Linked DNA regions of Ovis aries: region 1 is linked to region 2. A link is a contact called in public Hi-C data. All regions are on one chromosome and are shown on one strand. Each heading gives the region's core, a stretch centred on a gene start, on an enhancer-like site or on the middle of the called end of the contact. The rest is flanking DNA. Distances are from core to core; before and after follow the strand shown.

Evidence for each region. Hi-C and Micro-C count contacts between places; a contact is called where the count stands out from the background.
Region 1: a contact with region 2 is called in a Hi-C map of liver, with 4 times the contacts expected there. The contact joins the promoter of ITM2B here to the promoter of NUDT15 in region 2. A contact is called at or near these places in 2 of 16 Hi-C or Micro-C datasets (liver and muscle).

Annotation. Positions count from the first base shown.
Region 1 is chr10:18,372,588-18,375,287 of ARS-UI_Ramb_v3.0, reverse strand. It overlaps ITM2B (integral membrane protein 2B), which reads right to left and starts at 1,305. Exons shown (of 6, transcript NM_001134304.1): 1 at 1,189-1,305. The coding sequence starts at 1,305.
Region 2 is chr10:18,225,058-18,227,757 of ARS-UI_Ramb_v3.0, reverse strand. NUDT15 (nudix hydrolase 15) reads right to left here and starts at 1,256. Exons shown (of 3, transcript XM_012184994.4): 1 at 1,088-1,256. The coding sequence starts at 1,245.

The sequences.
Region 1 (2,700 bases), core at 56-2,555, 150 kb before region 2:
TATTAAATAACAGTCCTTAATACCTGCACAAGTTACTGGGGTTTTTTTTTTAAGTTAAAACTAAGTTTACCCTACTTACGGCAGGTCTTGAAAAATGCTAACAAAAAAATTAAAAGTTAGGAACATAAATAATTCTACAACTAATTTCTATAGAATTAAATTTTTGCAGCCTGAAGAAGATCTGGTAGAAAGGTTGTGAACCTTTCCTGTTTATTCAACTTCTGAGACAATCACATCCTAAACGACTATTACTGTAGCACGATAATAGTTCCTCTCTGGATTTCTGCTTAGGGCTAAAAGGGGGATTTTGTAAAATAAAGAAAAGTTGTTGAAGGGACCGAGGACAATTTTAAAAGGGATGAAGGACAATTTTGAAAGAGACTTAGGACAAGTTTGTTTAGTTTCACTTAGCTTAAGGGGTTCTCGTAAAGTTGCTGATATAATTTAAAAGTGAACTGTCGGTTTTACACTAACATCCAGATAGTAATCAGTAACCTTTACCGGGAATATTTCAGTTATAAAATGAACAGCCAGAATCTATTCTGAGCAGACCATCACCTTGCCTTCTCCCCTCGCCCGCTCCCTCCTTCTCCAGACCCCACGGCGAAGTTCACCTGCCGCTACCAAAGGGCCGTGGAAAAAGAGAAGGTTAAAGAAAAAAAAAACGCTTTTAAAATTAAGAGGCTTACAGGAGCCGGACTTAGTTCCAGTGCAGTTCAGCCTGGAAACGAAAGTAAGGAAGCAACTGCGGTTTAGGCTTGTAATGATGTCAGCCATCTTAGGGACATTATTTATACTGGGAGGACGTGCCAAACTCTTGTTGTTGTTTTGTCGTTTTGCATGTCGCCGCCGATCTCCAGGTGGAACGAACCCCGGCACGGCTCCACGCACATTCCTCGACTGCACCAAGCACCGTGCACTCGGCCCGGTTCTCCAATCCTCCTCCCCCGGAGGCCCCCAAGCCCCCGATTCCGCGCCGGGCACCGCTTTCTGTACACGCACTTTCTTACAAAGAAGCTGCGCCGGACAAGAACGGGGAGCAGCCCGAGAAAAGGGAGTACTCGGCCCTCTCACGGACCCCCGTCCCGCGCGCGCCCCGCGCTGTCCCGGGGCGCACAGCCGCCCTAGCCCCGCGCAGCTCTCCCGGGGCCCCAGCGGGCCCACTTCCCCGAGCCCCGGCCCTCGGACCTTGCAGTCCACGGCAACGGCGTCCGGAGGGATGATGAGCGCCTCCTCGCCGCTCTTGGACTCGTCCTTCTTGGCCTCCTTCTGGGCCAGAGCCGAGTTGAACGTCACCTTCACCATGGCGCGGCCTGGGGCGCCCTCGGAGGGCGGCGGCGGCGGGCTTGAGGCGCGGGCTGCGGGCTCCTGGCGGCGGTGGCAGCCTCCTCGGCCGGGCTCCGAGCGCGGCTAAGCGGTGGCGGAGGTGGACCGGCAGCTGCGCGGTGGCCGAGGCGGCGACTGCGGCACCAGTCCTGCAGCCTCGCAGCTCGGGGGCGAGGGCGGAGACGGCTGGCTCCCCGCCGGGGGCGGGCCGATCCGGGTGGGCGGGGTCGGGGGCGGGGCCGGAGGCCAGATGGGCGGGGTCCCGCAGTCTGAACCCAGAGTGAGCAACCGATTGCGGGGGGGGGCGGCGAGCCCTGCCCTCATCCCGGATGGGAGGAGGGGATCGGGCAGGGAAGGAAAGAGGGGTGCTCTTGTGCGAGGGCCTGGATTTTGCAGTTCCGATTTCGCTTCCAACCCTGTTTACCGCCGCGCACAGGATTGCAGCTTTTTAGCAAAATTAGGTGAACTTTCCTGGGTCCGCCTGGACCGTGCGTTAACCTCTGGCAGAACCAGGTCGACCCTTCCCTGCCTGCTGCCCCCACCGAAAACCTAAAGGCTGTGGACTCTGGGGGCCTCCATACCTCCACTGTCTAACTTTACTATGGATCCGACTCAGTGGAACACAAATATTCAGTGCTCTCTATCCTTGTGATCTCACTTCTTTATCTTTCCCGGACCCCACCCAAGGGCGTTACCTGACTCACACTTGCCTTGTTTTCTCCCCCCGCGCCGCCCTCGCAAGGTCCCAGGCTGCCCTGCCTAGTCCCAAAGCAATTCAGAGGAAGGTTCTTGGCAGATTTGTATTTCATACATCTCACATTTCTAAAACAAAATGTTCCCCTCTTGTGTAGACTTGGACAGAACCCACATGAACACGGGGCTGATTTGTGATTCATATTCGCTGATGAGTCTTTAGCGGCTTTCTACGAAATTAAAAAAAAATTATGGATAAAGCAAAATTTTGTTTTGAAGAGATCTCATTTACCACTAATTCGAGAGAGGATACGGGCCTGCAGTGATACTGAGTTAATGACGGTCAACAGATGACCCTTTGGATGAATGATTGATCTTGAATCCTTGTTCCACTCCATTCTGTCCACATTAAGCCAGAGATGTGGGCGTACTCTAGAATGTTTCAGCTGTGTCAGCTCTGCTCTGAGTCAACCATGAAGAAAGTGGGTTGAGTGTGAGGTTCTGGGGAATTTGGTTCTGTTCAAGGAGGGGGTTTAAGTCTCTTAGACTCTCCACAGAATCCCACCATGCCTGAGTGCTAAGTCCCTTCAGATGTATCTCTTTGCATGGCTATGGACTGTAGCCCACCAGGCTCCTCTGTCCATGAGGTTCTTCAGGCAAGAATACTGGAGTGGGTTGCCA
Region 2 (2,700 bases), core at 7-2,506:
GGACAAAGTTAGTGACTAAAAATAACGCATGCACAGTTGGGGAAATTAAAGGCAAACTACAAAAAAGGCCACAGACCTACAGCCATTTGTGAGCTGCTCAGTACTATTGCCTGGAAAATCCCATGGATGGAGAAGCCTGGTAGGCTACAGTCCATGGGATCGAAAAGAGTCGGACACGACTGAGCGACTTCACTTCACTTCAGAGCGAAGCAGGGTTACCAGGCATGATTTCCGTGCACAGAACCAAGGGAGCAGGCAGACCACCTAAGCTGCACCTTCCGCGCAACCTGCAGATCCGTGCCCACGCCCCACTCCATTTAAGAAACCAGCTCACCACCACCTCCCGCTCCAGGAGAGCGAGCAAGGGCACCTGTTTCTTGTTCTCGCTCCCTCCCTCCGGCTACAGCATGAGCCCGGACAAAGCTCTGCCTAAATTCCTCCTCTGGCATCTTACCAATTTCTATCGATTAAAGAGTCCAAGAGCCCGGGTGAACCCACCTTCTAGGTCACTCTCAGCCTTTCTTCACCCCTGTGTAGAACCAAACTTTCTCTGTCGGTCTGACACCTCAATTCACAGAAAGTCAAAGCAGAGAAGGAGACCATAGGGAGTACTTCGGGCGATTTCCCCGTTTTAACGAGGGAGGCAGAGAGGCCCAGGGTTTCCGTCAACCATTCGCCTGGTTAGAGCGCTACGAGACTTACGGAAGCAGGAAAATAACATACCGCCTGCGTTTAAATCTCCAGCAAACCGTGCAAACGTCTGAAGGGACAACTACACTATTCGAGGCCTGTAAATACGCACTTCCGGCCTTTCTAGCGCAAGCAGCAGGAAAAAGACAGCTCACACCAACCAGCCGCGTCAGGGCTCGAGAAGAGCTGACCCCTGGAGGGCAGCTCGCACGCGGACGTGGCGACTCCTGCGTCCGCCTCGCGCAGAGCAGCACCCCCTGCCGGCCTCAGGCGAGAAAGACAAGCGCGCGAGAAAGGACGCAGCGTCAGCGCGCACGCACGCACAGATGCACGCAGGAGGCGACGTCGTCCTTTGCGCGCCCGTTCCGTTTTCCCAGTCAGTCAGGCGGCTGCTTACCCGAACTCCAAGTGGCCCCCGGGAAGCTGGAAACTACCGGCTCCGAACGACCCTTTCCTCCTTCCCAAGAGGACGCAGCGCGGATGCCTGCCGCTGGTCACCACGACGCCCACTCCGACCCCCGGGCGCCGCCCCCGCGGCTCCACGCTGGCCGTCATCGCGCGAGAGGACCAGGCCGGCCGCGACGGGAAGTGACGTTCGGCCCCCCTCCCCGCCCCCGCCCCCGCGGCCGCTGCCAATCAGCCTGAGCAGGTGAGGGCCTGCAAACCTGGCCTCGGCGGTTTGCGTCTTTATGTGTCTGCTTCATTTACGGCTTTCAAATTGTGATATTTGTTTCCTCCCAGGGGACTGCGCGGTCGGAGTTTTTCGTTTAAGCGAGTGCCGTTTACTGTGGATGTTTCAACGTGCATTTATCTACTCTCAGATTCCTCCTCGTGCTTACCAGCCACCTACTTTTTTATAAACCTCTGTGCCTTTGCACATCCTTTTTTTTTTTTTTTAATGAGCTTCACTACAGTTAACTCATGCTATGTTTAATCGCTCAGTCGTGTCCGACTCTGCGACCCCTGGACTGTAGCCCTGTCCGTGGGTTTCTCCAGGGAGGAATACTGGAGTGGGTTGCCATGCCCTCCTCCAGGGGATCTTCCCAACCCAGGGGTCGAACCCAGTCTCCCACACTGCAGACGGATTCTTTTACTGTGGAAGCCCAGACTCATGCTACTGTATTTCTAATCAGTGTAGTATTCGAACAAGGACAAATAATACAGAAACACCGTGATACAAGAGTATTAAATCATGGGAAGAAAATTAAGGACTACTTAATCAGTTATGCTGGGACAAATTAGTTTTCTATTTACCTTTCCAGTTTGCATGGCATGCACCAATAAAAAAAATCTCAGCTGAATCAGAGTTGTTTGGTTTCTGGTTGGAGAGGATCTTTTTCTTTAATTTAAATTGTTTTACTTCTAAAATAATGTGCACATAATTTTAACAGGTGGTACAAAAAGTGGAAGAATAACCTCATTTTCTACTCCTGCTTCCATTCACTTTTAATTCTGAGCTGTTATTTCTGACCCTTGCTTACATATTTTTAAGTAATATGCTTACACTGCATGTTATGGTAAATGAACTGATTAAACATTTTTAAAGCATCTCTCCTTCCACCCAGAAATTCAGCAGCCTTCAGTGTGTTGTGTCCATAAAGATACTCTGTGATGCTTTCCCAAATAAAATTGGCAACATATGAAAAGGAGACTATTGATATATCATGACTAAATGAGGTTATTTCCAGAAATACAAGTCTGGCTTAATATTTGAAAACTGAATGTAATTCACCATTCTAAAAAAGGCAAAAAAGGAAACATATAATCATGTTAATAGATGCAGGAAAAAATCTGATAAAGTTCAGTACTCATTCAAGATTTAAGAAACAAGCCAACGGGAACCATTAAAGGGTGCCACTTACTGAACTATATGCTTAAAAATGGTTGAGATGATACATTTTGTGTTATATGGGTTTTTAAAAATATTTATTTATTTGGTTGTGACAGCATGCAGGATCTTTTAGTTGTGGCAGGTGGGATCTAGTTCCCTGATCAGGGATTAAGCCCGGA